2 separate regions of the Anser cygnoides genome follow, and region 1 is linked to region 2. Evidence: chromatin contacts called from public Hi-C data. All regions are on one chromosome and are shown on one strand. Each heading gives the region's core, a stretch centred on a gene start, on an enhancer-like site or on the middle of the called end of the contact. The rest is flanking DNA. Distances are from core to core; before and after follow the strand shown.

The links. A called contact is a pair of places that touch in the nucleus more often than the background predicts.
Region 1: a Hi-C map of liver shows a contact between it and region 2, with 14 times the contacts expected there. The contact joins the promoter of SUDS3 here to the enhancer-like site in region 2. A contact is called at or near these places in 2 of 7 Hi-C or Micro-C datasets (both in liver).

Annotation. Positions count from the first base shown.
Region 1 is chr17:12,070,585-12,075,177 of Taihu_goose_T2T_genome, forward strand. SUDS3 (SDS3 homolog, SIN3A corepressor complex component) reads right to left here and starts at 1,286. Exons shown (of 12, transcript XM_048063926.2): 1 at 1,035-1,286. The coding sequence starts at 1,203.
Region 2 is chr17:11,932,383-11,937,474 of Taihu_goose_T2T_genome, forward strand. All of the region lies in intron 2 of CCDC60 (coiled-coil domain containing 60), which reads right to left. Among named protein-coding and RNA genes, the nearest start is that of CCDC60, 16 kb to the right of the region's middle. Within about 2 kb of position 2,184, at least 2 of the 3 cell types and tissues checked have open chromatin away from gene starts, as enhancers often do. A contact at or near this core is called in liver, where this site is marked.

The DNA.
Region 1 (4,593 bases), core at 36-2,535, 140 kb after region 2:
TACTACAAAGGCCTCACTAAAGATAAGCTACTTGCTATGATCTGAAGTTGACTTCTCAGCTACGCATTGCACAGAAGTATTCTGGCATTCATACACAGCAAACACCAGCACCACTAAAGACAGCCCTGACCTTACAGAGAGATAATATAAACTACAAAATAAACCAGTGCAGAACTGCTAGTTGTTGGCTACTTCTTCACACATTTATTAGCTGTAAGACTCGGGTAGCCAAGAATGAATAAGAAATACCCCTTCCTCTCTAAGGAGAAGTCAGTTTTTCTGGGCTGGGGTTGTGATAGAAAGTGTACAGCTGCATAGCCTAAACTGCAGTGATATTCCCTAGGTATGGGCAGGGCTGTCAGTCTCTAAAAGGGAGAAAAAAAAAAAAAGAAACAAGAAAGATTTGATTTAAGCTACAGAGAAACACCTTCAGCTTTTTTTTTTTTTTCTGAGGCTCTCCAGGCTTAGCTCCAGCTCCTCATTCACAAAGACACAGATCTGATGGAGGAGTTTTGCTGACAGAGCACCTGGGACCATCACAGGGCTGTTTTTCACCTCCCCTACTTGTTACTTTATGCACCCTGGACCCCAGGACGCTCTGGGTTTCACTTTGGCTTCCCTTCTGCATTGCTTTCCCAATCCCCCCACAAACCCCCTAACCCCTCCTAGCACCCCCTGCCTTCATTCCCCACACTCTCCTCCCTCATTTCCACCCTCCCCCGAGCCCCCGCACCCCACAAGCTCTCAGCAATCCCCCCACCAGGCTCCAGCGCATTCCCCCTGCCCCAGCCGTGACCCCAAACCCCCCAACCCCCCTCCCGGCGCTCCCCTTCTCTGCCTCCTCACACCCGCACAGCAGCCCCAGTTCCCCTCACGTTTCCCACGGGAAACTTCACGCACTCACCGACCCCTCATTTCCACAGCATTTTCCTGCAGTTTCAGAGCCCTTCTTCCCCCCAACCCTCTCGCCCCTTCCCCCCTCCCTGGCCCCCCGCTGCCCACCACAGCCCCGGCCCGGCCGGGCCGCCCACAACCTTCGTCCGAGTCGCGGGCCCGAGCGCTCCGCTCGCCGTCCTCCTCCTCGGCGCTCTCCAGCTCCTCCTCCTCGTAGTACTCGGGCCCGGGGGGCATGGCGGGGGCCGGAGCCCCGGGCGGGGTGGCGGACACCGGCGGCGTGGCGGACACCAGCCCGGCCGCGCTCATGGCGCCGGGACGCAGCGGGAACCGCACCCGCGCCTCCGCCCGCCCTGCCGCCTCTGCCGGGCTGCTCGGCAACCGCGCCAGGACCCCGCCGCCACTTCCGCTTCCTCCCGGCCTGCCCGCGCTGCTGCCTGAGCGTCCAGCGCCGCGGTGCAGGCGAATGCGGCGGGCACCTAAGGGAGGGGGCCTGCGCGGCAGGGCGGGCTGACGGGCGGGGCTCGGTGGGCGAGGTCGCGGGTTCGAATCCATGGCACGGCGGCAGCCGCCCGCCGCGGGGGTTTGGCCTCCCCGGAGCCGTGTGGTTGGGTTTTGCCACAGAGATCCCCTGTCGTGCTGGAGAGGGCCTGCCCAAGGACCTGCACGGCTTTCCCACTCTGTTTTTTCCGTGGACAAACAGTTTCCTTGTTCTCCATGCCCTCGTCCAAAGGCCAGCACGGCACTGCAAGCACACACGCACCCAGGTGAAGCAGCTCCTCCACGCCGGCTTTCATAAAACTAACATCTAAACCCACCATGAATACCTTGCATTGGTCAGAGATGTTATTCTCCTGACTGGACATTGGTTTTAAATTTAAGGACCAAGAAGTGAGACTCGTATGCAGGAACCGCATCAAATACATGGCCACAGCCAGTTGGAAAAAGCCCCGCATTGGCATTTCAGGGAAAATGTGCCATTTGGCTCCTTCCTGAAACTGCATGCCACCTGGAAAGCACGGACCGGTTACTCTCACTGCCTCTAGCAGATCTGTACTAAACGCTTACCTGAACAGTTGTGAGGAACGTTTTGAGGAACAGTTCCTCAAACGCACGGCGTGTTGACTCACTGAGACACTACAAACACCTAACCAGGGAAAAGGAAATACAACAGAATACGTTTTATCTAAAGGCCTGCACTCCCAAATGCTGCAGTGCTTTTTAGAACCAGCTAAACCAGGCCACTGGCTGCCAAGAGGGGCACCAGGTCATACTGTTTGTTCTGAGACGAAGGGCAGGAACACAGCACGTGCACTTTGCTTTTCTGTATCTCATCCCGAAGAGCTGTTTGCACCGACTGACAATTTTTAACTTGGAACACCCATGCAAAGCATGCGTTATACCTTTTTACATAAGTAAATATTGCCTTTTACAAGAGATGAGGCTGAGACCCGGCTAAAAGTCAACACCAGTGAGAGCAGCTCCCGGATCTGTGTCCCATTTGAGGGCACCTGATGCAGAACATCAAGCCGCTCTCCATCCCCCTGCTGCCAGGGGCTTCCAGCAGTGTCAAGAGCAAGAGCAAAGCTCCCACAGTCTCCTTGATGGACGTAGCAGTAGCTGGGACTGTGTGTGGCCACAGGGCGAACAGGAACGGGTGCGGCAGCTGCTGCCACATCCTAGGGGCTGCATGGCTGGTTCTGTGCTTGGGCTGCTCAAATCGCTTTCCCAACATCACACAGTTGCAGACAGATCAGACCGGCTAAAAACCTTTCTTAGGACTAACCAACACTTCCCCAATTTCCTTTCTCTCTTCCACATGTCCACACAGTTCACCCATCAGCTCCCCAGCAAGCTTTGCTCACGCTGCTGCGGACAGCGGATGAGTAAATACGTTGCAAGTGTGGCTGAGCCAAGGCCGCCCTTCCAAGGTTAATTCATCCCGCGTTACACTGCCTCAGCACTTTCTGTTTGTCTGAAGCGGATCTATCCTTTAAGAGAAGACTGCCTTTCACACACCACACAAAGGGCAGGTGCATTTACTAATGCGAGGACACACAAGAATCCTTTGAACAGAAGGAGCTGTGTACGGTGAATGAGTAAGAAACTGGACAGAGTTGCTGATGCAAAATTTTTTTAGCTTATTCTGTGGTCAAAACTGGAATCTTGCTGCTTGCTCCCTCCGTACCAATTCCTCATGTTTAATATTAGCCTTCTGGAGACACCCTATACTGTCATCTCTCAGGCATTTAGTGGGAACCCAAGGGAGGAGGTTCAGCTTTAAGGAATGCCCTGTTTCCCTTACAAACACAGAAACTTAACTGTCTACGCCCCAAAGAGCTATCAGGGAAAGTTTAAGCTTCTTTGTCAAGCTGTTGTTCTTGGCTCACGTTTCCATCAAAGCTGTTTTCCTCATCACAACTCACTTATTGTTTCACATACATTCACTCAGTTTGAAGGCAGATTTCTGCATCCTGCTTTGTCAGCATCAGCTATTCATAGAGGAGCTGACGCAGAAGTCGCGCTCAGTGTGTTTTTCTTTCCGTTTGTAAGAAATGGAGAAAAAAGTCACAGAGCTGTAAACAGAGGGCATGGCAACCCATTTCTTGGGTGAGTTAGATGAGTGCAGCTACAAAACCTGTAATGTAGTGCCCTGGCCTGTGAGGAACAGGACATGGAATCATTAAGGTTGGAAAAGCCCTCCAAGATCATCTGGTCCAGCCATCCGCCTACTACAAATGTCACCCACCAAACCATGTCCCTAAGCACCACGTCCAACCTTTCCTTGAATGCCCCCAGGGACAGTGACTCCACCACCTCCCCGGGCAACCCATCCCAATGCCTGACTGCTCTTTCTGAGAAGAAATGTCTCCTCATTTCCAACCTGAACCTCCCCTGGCGCAACTTGAGGCCATTCTTGAGGCCACTAGTTACCTGTGAGAGGAGGCCGACCCCCAGTTCCCCACAGCTTCCTTTCAGGTAGTTGTAGAGAGCAATGAAGTCTCCCAAACCTCCTTTTCTGCAGTCTAAACAATTCCTTTTCCCTCAGCTGCTCCTCACAGGACTTGTGCTCCATTACGGGGGGTTGAGGCCTTATAGGGCTGTGAGAGGTCATGAAACTAAAGGTGCAGAAACTTGAAAGCCGGGTGTTTCAAGCCAAGGCTGTTGGTACAAAGCTGGTGAAGGGCCTGGAGCACAAGTCCTGTGAGGGGCGGCTGAGGGCACCGGGGGTGTTTGGTCTGGAGAAGAGGAGGCTCAGGGGAGACCTCATTGCTCTCTGCAACTGCCTGAAAGGAAGGGGTGGGGAGCTGGGGGTCGGCCTCTTCTGACAGGTAACCAGTTAGGACTGGAGGGAACGGCCTCAAGTTGTGCCAGGGGAGGTTGAGGTTGGAAATGGGGAGACATTTCTTCTCAGAAAGAGCAGTCAGGCGTTGGGACGGGTTGCCCAGGGAGGTGGCGGAGTCACCGTCCCTGGAGGTGTTCAGGGAAAGGTGGGACGTGGTGCTTGGGGACACGCTTTAGCAGGTGACATCGGTGGTAGAGGGGTGGTTGGACCAGATGAACCCAAAAGCCTTTTCCAACTTTAATAACTCTGTGACTCTCTGACCGGGGGTCGGCCTTTCGTAGCGCTAGGACAGACCCCGGCCCCACCAGCCCGCCCAGTCCCTCACCGACCCCCGCCAGCCCACCGCAGCCCGC
Region 2 (5,092 bases), core at 934-3,433:
AGATGGGAGAGCTGAGGTACACCAAGCTTGCTTTCAGGTTGTACATTTTCAATTTGATTATGCTGGTGAAAGAACTTCTTTCCTCGGCAATTCATGAAGATTTTTTCCACTCTGGTCAACCCATTTGGTTGGTACATTATTGTGAAAAATAGCAGATTGACACGCCTCTTGCACTCTTCTTTCTAATATCGCTTGAATAGGAGCATTATGATTACATTTGCAAAAGGTGATTGTGTTTTGAGGAAAATAAATCAGCACAGCTTCATCACAAGCCACCCATTTAGTTATCCAGACGCAAGACCAACCTGGTGAAATGTATTTTTAATTTTACAAAAATATTTAGAAAGCTCTTGTGAAGCACTACATGCAGAGATGATTACTGCTGTTCTGCAGGTAGCATTCTAAATGTTGATTTTTAAAGAAAGCATTCTAGCCAAGTACTCAGGGTATACTTTTTCTTTTTTTCTGCTTCTGCTGCTGCTCAATACTGACCCTTTTTGCCCTTTCACTAGAATGCGGGAACATGGAACAGACATCAGGGCCAAAAGAGAATTTTAAATTGAACGCTAGAGACTCCTAGGCAAAGGACTTCAGTAAGAATATTCTGCAGAAAATTAAGATTGCTCTAGGAGTAATGCTATTTTAGTGCTCCAGCTTAAGCTATGCCACAACTAAATCCGCAGATGCAAATATATCTCAGCCTCAAACACAAGACACCTGATTTGTTAAGGTTGTGCTGTATCATATCAATAATTCAAGGCACTCTGCAGTTGAGAATCTCTGCTGCCAAGGGGAGCACTTGTTAAGTGCTATTGCAGCAGCTTCCATTCCTTAGTCTCCGGTCAGAAATGATCCCGCTATCCAAGGAGGGGGGTGCTCATCCCTCTGTTTCACCATAGTGGTATTAATGAGGGAGGGAGCTCCAATCCCGTCATCTCTCCTTCTGTGCTCTAACGAACACATTACCGTCAATAAAGACATATCAGGAAAATGGAAGGAGGCAGCTGAGAAGCGAGAGAAAGTTTACCAGTAAAGGTGTAAGAATGAAATTTAGAATAAGTAGACTCAATTTCACCTCTATCAGAAACTTTCTCTGACATCCTAAATAAAACATTTAACACCTTATGTCAGCCAGTAAGAGCTTTTCCCTCCCCTATCCCCCCATGTGTTGTTTTTTTTTTTTTTAAAAAAAAAAACAAACTACAATGAATTTTGGTACAAGCACCTCAGCTCACTAGGCCTCTGTTCCCCATATCCAAAAATGGGGAAAACAACATTTCTTATTCATTAACTTTTATGAAGTATTCAGGTATTATAGCAGTGGAAAGCATATGTACAGAAAGACCATTGCTTTCATACCAAAACAGAACCACAGGATCTTTTGGGTTGAAAGGGACCCCTAAGGACCATCTAGTTCCAACCCCCTGCCTTATAGCTTATTATTGTTTATTCCGTCACTTTGCCTCAGCTTATCCTCAGTGAATTTCTCTGGGAAATCCTCTTTTCATTTTATTTTCTCCAAAGAATATTTACTTAATTCTGATAAGGGATAAATTATGTAAAATAATTGGATCAAATTAATCTCAACTGTAATGCCATTGTTGCCATTGCATTTACCCTCCAGTTACTTTTAACCCCTTATGGTTACCCCTTACATTATTTGACCTGCCATCTTTACAGTCTATGTAAAACCATTTCATTATAGGATGATCTCAAAACTCCATGATCTAAAGGTTTTGAATTGTGTCCTTACAAGTCAATGCAAGTAAACATATTAAAAAAAAAAAGACGCTTCTATACAACATCTCTTTCTGCCTCGTATTTCTGTCATTTACCTAGTCTCTGGGCAACATGTCAGCAATTTAGGTTTATGCAGCTCTCCCAAAGCCTTTTATTTATATTTTTGGTGGCGTACTGTCAATCAAAATAATACTCAGCCTTAGCTAATGTTTTCTAGATATTTCCCTCTATTCAAGTTAGAATTATAAATGTTGTCCCCAGATCTTCTTACGGAAAACCAAATGTCCTAAAAAGCTTTTGGATTGCCAAAAAGTCCATTCTATTAGAAATTAATGTAAACAGTATTCAACTGGGAAAATAAAACCCCCATGTACCACAATAGTGCTCATTTCCTTCTTGCATTTAGTAGTTTAAAATAACTTACAGAAGTGCTGCAGAGATCCACTTAGTAGCAAAGCACACTCAAAAAACAGAAATCCTTATTAACATCTCTAAAAAATTAGTTTCTTAGTTCTGCTAGTCTAACACATGCTTTCTTATTAGAAAGCTATGCTAAAAACATGAAAGTTCATGAACCAAGGCAGGAGTACATAATAAAATTAACAGATCAATATCTTCTACAGCACAGAGTCACTATTCAATCCAAAAGCAACAAACAAAATAAAGAACATGCTATTCTGTTTTATTTCATAGTGAAAACAAAGTTAATTTGAGAATGAGTTGGGGGAACACACAGCTGGAAAGCAGAGTTACCAGCCTCAGGAAATTCAGGGAAATGTAATTGAGAACGAATTATCTCTTTAATTACTTTTGACCAAATCAATAAAAGCCACAGAATAAAAAGCATGATGACTGCCACCTGGTAGAGGACAAAACAAAAACTGAAAGTTACTACAAAACTCAGTCATGTTAAGAACAATCAAAGAACTTTTCTCTTACAGGAAAAAAGAAAGAGGGTCAGGGATATTGGTTCAATAAACAAGCAGTGCATACAAAAGTTAATAATTGATCCTGGCCAACGCACACTGTTCTCAGCTGTGAAGACTGTTAACTCTTCACTTGAATTTCAAACTGTCCAGTCACCACTTCAGGATTAGCAAAGCAAAAAGCACCACCTGTTTCCTTCTGAACTTCCAGAGTTTCTCCCATGCTTTCTTTTATTTACCAAACAGCAATGTAGGAATTATTTGCTGTTGCAGTTTAAGGCATAGCTCTTACTCTTGTATTAATAAACAGATCAAGATCCTACATCTCCTTTGGCTTTGTTCCCACAGACGAGTAGCAACAGTCACACCTGGAGGTCACAGACACGTAGCCAAACACAGCTGGCTTTCAGCACGATGGGCTGTCTACAAGCAAGGCAGAGATGGAGGGACCACAAGGGCTACACTGGCATCCAGGAGCAGGGAAGACTCCAGAACCTGTTTACCTGTAATACCTGCAGGGTCCCCATTACTACAGCAGTTTACCACCTAAGATATTAATGATTGCAATATTCTTGTCAGTGTGTTGTATTTTCCTGTATGAAGGATGAAGGTACAACCAGTTAAGTGACTTGTCCCTGGTCACATAGGATATACACACAAAGGGCATGGAATTGAAAGCAGGTCTCTGAAGCTCAAAAGCTCACCTCTTGACTTGAGCTGGAAGTCTAACTCCGTAGTCTGACTGAATCTTTCAGCATGTCTGACTATCACTGAAGAAAACTAAAGGATGCAAATTTCTGAATATCTCCTTTCTTCTCAACCAGGTTTTAATTTAATATGCCACAACTGTTGATCATGTGGATGCTGAACATCAAATTAAAGTGAATTCCAGGTGTACTGTTAGTACCTCGCCCTCTTCCCTTTTCTCTGTGCCCTCCACCACTCCTCATGGACCTTAAGATCTTCAGTTTCAAGCAGTTCCTTTAAAAGTTTTGGCATTCATACGTGAGCAGGATAGCGTAGTTACTCTATGAGTTTATAAAGTAAAAGAAATTGTATTTTGACATGACCTTTTTTTTCCCCCCTTCACAAGCCTTCTAGTCAGGAGTTACTTTAACTGGCAATGGCAAAAGATTGCAAAATGCTAAACTGGCTCGAGAGACTGAGACAAAGTAAACCACTGTGCAACAATCTTCACACTGCCCTGTGCTGACTGAAAGGCTTAAAAGAATGTTTCACAGAAGTGCAATTAGAATGAATAAAAACAGAGGCTCTACAAACAAACAAAAAGGTAAAAGGCAGCTTCAGATGATGGAGATACCTCACCTATTTTTAAACGGCGAGCTGTCCTTTTGAGATGTACCATTTCCCTAGCAGTAACTGATTTCTTCTTCCCCTCCTGCCCAGCTTATACCTTAAAACCATATAAAGAGTAAGTCCTTCACTCAGGGGGTAATACGCCATTCCACTTTGCCAATGCCAATTTAATGTGTAATCCTTACACATTGGACAGAAGAGGCAGGGCAGTGATGAAGGAACAATCCAGCAAATAAAGTGCATGAAGATTGGGCCTTTTCTTCTCAAAGGCCACAGTTGTGCTAGCAAGAATTTCAGAATAATTCTTAATTCAATATTACAGCACTTTTCCCCCCCCGGGAATATGTGTCATGTTTTTTGAATAGGCCTGATTCAAGGCAGACATACCTAAAAAGTTGATTGGCTTTTTCAGTGAAACAGACCTGACTTCTATTAAAGTACCATCACTGGCCCAGAAAAATCTTCAGCACGAGCTACTTCCTATATCACTGTCAGACCTACCATGGAAAAAATTCAAGTGACAATGCCTTACAGACATACACTGAGATACGTTATACAGCCTGAGGTAAAAGAAACTCACTTCAGAGTCTTTGAAGTTGCTGTAGCCAATTTAGAGAACAAAGATTTGGGGCCAAAAGCAGTACCATTACTGCATCTATTCCTCCTGAAATACATTCTCTGAGAAGCAGTGGGAGCAAACATGCAACACTCCTACCGGTTTTGTCAATAAATAGCAAATTTCATTCTGTATAGACTTAATTGAGCATTTTTCATAAGATCTAAATTCATTTTAAACTCCAACAACAGAGCAAAACACATTATAGTACAATATGACAAGCTTTATAGCACAATTTGCTCAAACAACAGCTGGCCCAGTACATCAGAAGGAAAGAAGGAGAGAGCTGGCTGTGTTTTCTGAAGCATGTTGTTTCAAACAAGCTAGATATCAGAACTTCCTTGATCTTAAGAAATAAGGTTTTTTTGCAGTAGGTATGAGGACACAAAAACTATTGAGTGAGCAACTGATTATCCTGAAGCTGGCCTGTAGAAGGAATTGGGGATGCACAAGCAAGCCCAGCTTCACCTCATGAACTGTACATACAAAGTCC